Regions from separate parts of the Ovis aries genome. Here region 1 is linked to region 2. The links are chromatin contacts, called in public Hi-C maps. All regions are on one chromosome and are shown on one strand. The core of a region is the stretch at or near the end of the contact, and the rest is flanking DNA. Distances in the headings are between cores, read along the strand shown.

Region 1 (4,369 bases), core at 361-2,860, 95 kb after region 2:
GATCCTGAAAGTGGCCTTCCATTGTCCAAAGCAAAATACCCATTATCTGTGGGAATGGTTTTTTCATAGTTTAGAAAAATTTCAGCATCCAGATGATATAAGGCTGAAACAGATTTTTCCATCCATCCTTTTTAGCTAGAAATTCCAGAGTTGCCATAATTTTGTCAGTGAACTATCCCTAAGAGCAGTGATGGACGGACATAGCCTTTTGGGGGGGATCCGTTGTCTCCCATCCCTTTACCTCTGACAGTAAGTATGAATTTTGAGTTTGAGATCGGTTTCAGTCATTTTACTCTAAGGAGCCCATTGACCCTGTGAACCAGATCTTCTCACAAGAGGTGAGGGTGAGTTGGCCTGGGCTGGGGGTATGTTAGCCCATCGCTGAGGGCCGAGGCAGAAGTGGGTAGACCGGAAACAGGTGATGAGCTCAGGTTATTTTTGGCTGCACTGGGTCTTCACTGCTGCATGGGCGTTTCTCTCGATGCAGTGAGCGGGGGCTACTCTCTAGTTGCATTTCTCGGCTTCTCCTTGCAGTGGCCTCTTCTGTGCAGAGCATGGGTTCTGGGGCTTTCAGGCTTCAGTGGTTGTGACACATAGGCTCTAGAGCACAGGCTCAGTGGTTGTGGCACCTCGGGTTAGTTGCTCCGTAGCATGTGGGATCTTCCTAGCCCAGGAATCAAACCCATATTTCTTGCATGGGCACAGGCAGATTCTTTACCTCTGAGCCACCAGGGAAGTCCAATCCTCTTGATTTTTCCCCCTATTATATCAAATTCTGACTCTGTCTGGTTTTCCAAACCTTCGTCTTGTAGTCAGCCCGGTCTAGTGACATGACTGCTCCATGCCCTCTCCTGCCTCTGGTTCTTTAGTACATAATTCTCCCTTGGAACTCCCTTCCCTTGTTTCTCCTCTGCTCATCCTGACTGCTCTGTTCACTATTGACCTCTTGTCTTCTCCAACCTCTACAATATTGGCATTTCCATCACTTAGCATTTACACAACATCATTGCTTGGTATTCTTTTCTCTCTAAAATGCTCTTTCAGAGTCTGAAAGCATCTCTTACAACTCTACCGTAGTCTCCTTTCGCCTAATGCATTGCTGACCACATAATGGATGCTCAATACATATTTTATTCACTCCCTAGGATACCGAGTATTTGTTCTTTCATTCTTTTATTCTCTCATCCATTCAACAAATATTTTTGAGAACTTGTTTTGTACCAGGAGCTCTACAAGGCACTTGCGGTACAGTGTGGGGAAAAAGAGACAAAAATCTTGCCTTCAAAGACCAATAAGTAGAATATACAGCACGTTGAAGAGTAGTAAGTGCCAAGGGAAAATAGGAAAGATGAAGTAGGAAAGAAAAACAGGAAGTGTGTGTTGGTGGCATACAGGGTGGGGCAGCGTGTGCGATCTCAAGATACCGGTCAGGGAAGGCCCCACCGATAAGGTGACGTTTCAGTAAAAACCTGAAGCCCTGGAGGTACTTGAGCTCATTGGTGAAAGAGCATCCCAGGCCAAGAACGTATTAATGTGAAGGCTCTAAGGTTTGCACAAGCCTGCCATTCCGGGAAGGGTGGCCCAGAGTCAGAGATGAGTCAGAGAGCGGTGGGGGAGGGGCAAGCAGCTCAGTCTGGCATTCTGGTTGGACTTCAGCTCCTGCAGAGCAGAGCGTGAGTGAAGGCCCTGGGGGAGATGAGTCAGGAGACGACAGTAATAACACAGGCCAGGGATGGTGCCAACATGGACCAGGGGCAGAAGTGGTCAGATTCTGGGTTCACTTTGCAGGTAGAACAGACAGAGTTTGCTGACAGATGAGGTTGCCTGGGGGAGGGGAGGGGCTCAGGAGCAGGGGAAGGTGGCAGGGCCTCAGCCTTGTGTGAGCAGAAGGGCTGAGCAGAAAGCTTTGCTGAAATGAGGAAGCCAGGGGAGGAGCAGGCTTGCTGAGAGAAGGACATCAGCAATTGAGTTTGGGGCCTGTTACGTCTGAGGTGTCCCGTTAGGCGGGTGCCCACTCCGCATTGCACACGAGTGTGAAGTTCTGGGGAGAGCCTTGATGGGAGGTGGGCCTGCAGGAGCCATCGGCACTCACTGTGTTTGAGGCCAGTCAGTTGAGGTTGCTGGGCAGGCCTCTGTTAAAGGAGAGGTTGATGCCATCTCATGCTCACTGAGCATCTGATATGGACCAGGTTGAAATATGAGCCAGGACCTAGATACTCTACCAGTGAAACTGAGGACCAAAAGCAGTAACTCATCAACCAGCCTAAGGGGGACAGCTAGTAAGTAGCAGAACTGGGATTCAGGCTGTCAAATCTCATCTTAACCTCAGAGCTGGTGTTTATCCAGTGCCTTAATTTAACCGTATGTTGCATTTTAGAGAAAGTGCTCTTGGCAAGCCAGAGTCAGTATCTTTCTAAAATAAATACACAATGACTCTTCTTTTAAAGTGAAGATGGGAAGAAAATCCCTCAGTCATTTGATTGTCACATGGAAAGAAGATTAGATTTGGAACCCCTGATACCACTTTCATCAGAATTTCTCAGATAAGACCTAATTTACAGACTCCTTCTATGTGAATCTGCATGTGTGTGTGTGAGACTTTGTGACTGCTTACAATATTTTAGACTGTGCTGACTACTTTATATGCAATATCCCCTTTAGCCCTTACATAATCACTGGAGCAGGTCCTGTCCCCATTTTACAGATGAGGAAACTGACACCTCAAACCGCTGTTAAGTGCCAGTTACTGTAGATCAACCCATCAGAAAATGAAGTAAGCAGGATAGCATGCTATGGGAGATCCAAAGACACAGAAGGACTTTGGGAAAAGAGATTGTGAACTTGTGATAGTTTTAATAAGGAACACTAGTGTAAGGAATGGCAACTTGTATTACATAATGATTTTGCCAAATGAGACTTTGTCCTAAGCGCCGTGTATTTAAGGCATGAGTCCATAATGCGCAGGGTCATGAATTAATTGTGGTCTACAGTAACCCTAAAGAAGGAGACACTTGAACTGAGTGTTTTTCAAAAATGGGTAGGGCTTCACTTGGTTAGAGGGGTGGTTGAAGAAGGTGTCCCACCCAAAGGGACTGGCATGAGTGAAGATCTAGAGATTAAAGACATTAAGACATGTTTTGTTTGGATTTTCTTTGGGGGGGAGGCGGTGTTGTGGTTTGTGTGTTTGGTTGGGTTTTTCTTTTTTTGGCCACACCACATTCCATGTGGGATCTTAGTTCCCTGACCAGGGATTGAACCCTGAAGGGCCCTCGGCAGTGAGAGCGCAGTCCTAACCTGTGGACCACCATGGAATTCCCGACACAAGGCATGTTTGAGCAGAAACTAGCATATCAGTTAGCTGGAGGAGGAGGGTGGAGGCTTTGCCCAGAAATGTAGTTTAGAAGGTAGACCTTGAATCTTGGACTTGGGAGCTGATGCTATGTGGAGTGCTCAGGTAGAATCACTGATGGCTTCTGAGCAGGAGTGGCAGGGAGAGCCCCCTGGTGGAGGATGTCAGAGGAAGCAGCTACAGGCAGAGATGAGGTCGTGGCAAGACTTGAAGGGGGAGCACTTGAGGACCTTCCCTGCAGATGTAGCATGGGAAAGAAGAGGATGCGATGGTGGCGAGAGACATTGGAAAGGAGGAATCGGCAGGACTTGGGGGAAATCCATGGTGGTCCTTATGGCTGAGAACTCTGGACTTCCACTTCAGGGAGCATGGGTTCAATCCCTAGTTGCAGGAACTAAGATCCTGCAAGCCTTGTGGTGCACAAACCAGGATTTGGTGACTAGATATGGGCACTGAGGAGAAAGGGAAGAGGCGGAGATAACTGCAAGCCTTTGAGTGTCACTGTGTGGCCTGGAGAGCAGTAACATCATTAATCAACAAAAGAAGCTGAGAGAAGCCTGATTCAGGGGAAAGCCCATGTCTTATTTACACAGAGTTAGAGATGGTGCAAGATATCAAACTGAAAATGCCCCGCCAGGAAGTGGAAACTTGGAACTGAAACCTGAGAGGTCAGGATTAAAGATGTGAGGTTGTCTTTGGCATAAAGATCATGTTAAATTACATGAGAGTAGATGGGGTTTCCATTGAGACGGTGTAGAGAGCATAGCAGAGGATCGGGACTGACTCTGGAGGTCAGCCATGTTTAGGAGTCAGAAGAAAAAGCCTTCAGTGAAAGAGGCAAAGGAGAGGTTGGTGTAATTTGTAGCCACCCTTTGCCAAGTCAAAGCTCAAAGCAAGCAGAGAGTAAGAGTGAACATTTAGGGATTTTCGCAGGAGTTCAATAGTGCCACATCATCCAAGCCCATGAGTTTGTACTTTACTGAAGTATTGGTCCATAGCAGATGGGAAATTTTAAAAACT
Region 2 (4,443 bases), core at 1,358-3,857:
GCTTTTCTCCAAAGGAGCTAGTGTCTTTTAATTTCATGGCTGCAGTCACCATCTGCAGTGATTTTGCAGCCCAAGAAAATAAAGTCTGTCACTGTTTCCATTGTTTCTCCATCTATTTGCCAGGAAGTGATGGGACCAGATGCCATGATTTTAGTTGAGTTTTAAGCCAGCTTTTTCACTCTCCTCTTTCACTTTCATCAAGAGGCTCTTCAGTTCTTCTTTGCTTTCTGCCATAAGGGTGGTGTCATCTGCATATCTGAGGTTACTGATATTTCTCCCAGCAATCTTGATTCCACCTTGTGCTTCATCCAGCCAGAAATGAAATGTACTTCATTTCACATGATGTACTCTGCATATAAGTTAAATAAGTAAGCAGGGTGACAATATACAGCCTTGACATACTCCTTTCCCAATTTGGAACCAGTTTGTTTCATGTCCAGTTCTAACTGTTACTTCTTGACCTGCATACAGATTTCTCAGGAGGCAGGTAAGGTGGTCTGGTATTCCCATCTCTTTCAGAATTTTCCACGGTTTGTGGTGACCCACACAGTTCAAGGCTTTGGCATAGTCAATAAAGCACATTTGGATGTTTTTCTGGAACTCTCTTGCTTTTTCTATGATCCAACAGATGTTGGCAATATGATCTCTGGTTCTTCTGTCTTTTCTAAATCCAGCTTGAACATCTAGAAGTTTTCGGTTCACATACTGTTGCAGTGAGCGTGGAATTTTCAAAATTACTTCGCTAGCGTGTGAGATGAGTGCAAGTGTGCAGTAGTTTGAGCATTCTTTGGCATTGCCTTTCTTTGGGATTGGAATGAAAACTAACTTTTTCCAGTCCTGTGGCCACTGTTGAGTTTTCCAAATTTGCTGGCATATTGAGTGCAGCACTTTCACAGCATCATCTTTTAGGATTTGAAAGAGCTCAGCTGGAATTCCATCACCTCCACTAGCTTTGTTTATAGTAACGCTTCCTAAGGCCGACTTGACTTCCCATTCCAGATTGTCTGGATCTAGGTGAGTGATCACACCATCGTGGTTATCTGGGTCATGAAGATCTTTTTTGTATAGTTCTTCTGTGTATTCTTGCCACCTCTTCTTAATATCTTCTGCTTGTTAGGGTCATACCATATTCTTTATTGTGCCCATTTTTGCATGAAATGTTCCCTTGGTATCTCTAATTTTCTTGAAGAGATCTCTAGTCTTTTCCATTCTATTGTCTTCCTCTATTTCTTTGCATTCTGTCATTTTTTTGAGATTGCACCCAAGTACTGCATTTGGGGCTCTTTTGTTGACTATGAGAGCTACTCTAGTTCTTCTAAGGGAATCTTGCCCACTGTTGTAGACATAACGGTCATCTGACCTACTCTTCCTCCTAGTCTCCCATTCCTGTCCATTTTAGTTCACTGATTCCTAAAATGTCAGTGTTCACTCTTGCCATCTCCTGTTTGACCATTTCCAATTTACCTTGATTCTGAACCTAACGTTCCAGGTTCCTATGCAATATTGTTCTTTACAGCATCAGACTTTACTTCCATTACCAGTCACATCCACAACTGGTGGTCCACAGCCAGCCTGTTTGCTCAGCCCCTGGCGCCATGACCCTCAGGGGCTCACACTCTGGACCAGATGCTGAGAATATCTCCATCCCATCCTCAGCTGCCCTTGTTTCCCTAAGGGACAAGCTCATTAGCAGGCCTGAGTCCATTGAGAGGGGAGGAAGGGCCTTTGTCTTTTTTTTTTTTTTTTGCTGGGATCTTAGTACCCTGACCAGGGATCAAAGCCATGCTGCTTGCTTGAGAAGCTGGGTGTCTTAATTCCTGGACTACCAGGGAAGCCCAAGGAGGGTCTTAAACCAGACCCTACTGGTGCTTTGGGGTCACAGCAGTCCCTGTTCTACGTGTCATTTTTTTTAATTTCTTTATTAGCTACACTACATGGCATGTGGGATCTTAGTTCCCTGACCAGGGATTGGAAACACAGAGTTTTAACCACTAGAACTTCAGATAAGTTCCCTCTAAGTGTCATTGCTGAGGGAAGCAGGGTGGGACCCTAGATCAAGCAAGCTTCTCTCTCCTCTGCACCCTCCTGCACTCCCCATCTCTAATCCTTGCTCTTGTCCCATTATCCTGGGCATTGATCCCTGATCATTCCTGTACCAGAGCTTCTGGCTAACTAAGGACAGGGAGAATGGGGTTAAAGGAGAAGAGAGGGTCACAAAAGACCCCCCTCAACTGCGATTTCCACTGTTCTTTGGGTAGGAACCCTGAACACTCAGCCGCAGTCACCAGAAAGGGCCCTGAAGAAAGGGGGCGGGATTCCCATCAGATTCAGAAAGGGGCATCTGGGCCTCCAACCCAAGGCTTTTCTATCCCTAAAAATGCAGAACCTTCTCCAGCCCTTACCCTGAAGGCCAGCAGGTGGCAGCACCATCAGGCATTTCACAACCAAAACTAAACCGAAACAGAATTTCTTTTTTTTCTTTTTTGGTTTTGTTTATGCAAATGGCTCGTTCCCTACAACATTCATCCCGGAACGGTCACCCCTTCCCCCTCCACAGTCCCTCCCTCCCCCTTCCCTGCTCTGCGTGACCCTGCTCTCTCTGCACCCAGAGTGCATGAAGACGCTGTCACGAGAGTCAGGGATCCAACAACAGGCCTTAAGAAATGTGAGTAAGCCTGGTGGGAACCAAGGAGGGAGGGAGACACCAGAGGGGACGAGCCTGGGCACAGGGGGCCCCCTGTCCCAGACTTACTCAGGGAGGTGCGAGCACCCTGACCCTCCCCATACACCTGATTCCTCCAGTGTGCCCACACGTGCACGCTCGAAAATGCATGCCCCATCTCTCCTCCAGAGGAGAAAGGAGACTCAGCCCCAGGAGGTGAGGTCACACTGCCTTCCTCCTCCAGCTCATAGGGAGCAGCAAGGTGGGGTTGGGGGAGCCCGTCCCTCGGTCTAGACAGTCAGCCTCTGTACCTGAGACCCTCTTCCATAGGCGGTCTCTCCCAGAGGCCTTGCTGAGCATGTGGGAGCCATTTCAGAGACCATGACTGGAAACCCTCACCCTTAGTTTACTGGTCCAAGCCAGCCCAATTCCTGGAAGGGGAGCAGAGTGATGCAACAGGGCAGGGAGGAGGCTGGGGAGAGAGGTGGGGGGAGCGTGATGACCTCTGGACTGGACACTGGCCCCGGGGAGGAGCGCCCAGTGCAGCAGCTGCAGAGACCAGCCTGCCCCCTGCAGCCTCCCCACCCACCCTAGGACATCTCCCTGAGATCTAGAATGGACCAAGAGGAAAATGCCCAGCGGTACGGCAATCCCATCCCCTACCAGAGAGCAAGGGTCTGCACCCCTCCCACCCTACAGACACCTTTTCCCTTTTGGCAGGTGGCTCTTATACCTCCTGCTGCCGGTCCTGTTCTTCGGGGTTGGAGGCGCCATCCCCACCCCTCAGAGGCTCTACGGGGAGGTGATGTCCCCTCTGTTCCCCAAGCCTTACCCTAACAATTTTGAGAGGACCACTGTGATCACAGTACCCACGGGGTACAGAGTGAAGCTTGTCTTCTGGCAGTTTGACCTGGAGCCTTCGGATGGTTGTTTCTATGACTATGTCAAGGTAGGGGGCAGATGAGGGGGGTGGGCAGAGGGAGAACTGAGTGTCTCTGGAACCTGGGGACCCGGGTTCTGACCAGCCTGGATAGGACACCCTGCCTGGGGACACAGCCCCAAGCTGGTGAAAGCTGATGGCCAGGTGGGGCTCTGGAAGTCCAGGGGTATCGAGGATGGGAGGCCACTGGTCTGAGAGACCATCGTGGAGCAAAGAGGGGAGAAACAGAGAGGGAGGGGACAAGCCCTGTTCTTGGGGAATGTACTGTACACAGGAGTCAGAAAAACCTTCCCTGTCTGCTTACTTGCCCGGAGGATTTTGGAAACATCCTTGCCTCAGTTTCCCTGTTGCCATGGAGAGTGTCACCACTCCATGGCTGCCTCCTCACCAGGAACACAGGGACGTGGGAAAGCGGCTTGTGTGTGGTGGTGGCTCAAGGGTGGTCTGCAGCCAGGACAGTGGGCTCAGTCCTCTCTCCTCTGTCACGACCAAGGGCCCGTCCCAGTCCCTCTTTCTACATCCAATAAAAATGAGTTTCCTGGAGACTTCCCCAGTGATCCAGCGGCTAAAACTCTGTGCTCCCAAGGCAGGGGGCCCAGGTTTGATTCCTGGGGAACTTAGGTGGGAAACTAGGATTCCACGTGCTGCACAACACAGCCTAAAAATAAAATTAAAATTTTAAAAATGAGGTTCTTGATTTGGGATTCAGATAGGGCCTACACACAGCCCATAAATACTATTTCCAGGAGATCCCCTGGAGGGTATAAAAGAATACCATGGAAATGCCATATCTTCCCAGCCCAGAGGACTTGAGATGTCAGCAGTGCTCATAGGGAGGGTC

The links. A called contact is a pair of places that touch in the nucleus more often than the background predicts.
Region 1: a Hi-C map of blood shows a contact between it and region 2, with 2.9 times the contacts expected there. The contact joins the enhancer-like site here to the promoter of C1R in region 2. A contact is called at or near these places in 5 of 16 Hi-C or Micro-C datasets (blood and skin fibroblasts).

What each region holds. Positions count from the first base shown.
Region 1 is chr3:209,311,756-209,316,124 of ARS-UI_Ramb_v3.0, forward strand. The region is part of intron 1 of LPCAT3 (lysophosphatidylcholine acyltransferase 3); the gene reads left to right. Among named protein-coding and RNA genes, the nearest start is that of LPCAT3, 18 kb to the left of the region's middle. Within about 2 kb of position 1,611, at least 28 of the 54 cell types and tissues checked have an H3K27ac peak or open chromatin away from gene starts, as enhancers often do.
Region 2 is chr3:209,216,236-209,220,678 of ARS-UI_Ramb_v3.0, forward strand. It overlaps C1R (complement C1r), which reads left to right and starts at 2,608. Exons shown (of 11, transcript XM_042248206.2): 1 at 2,608-2,665; 2 at 3,383-3,611. The coding sequence starts at 2,664.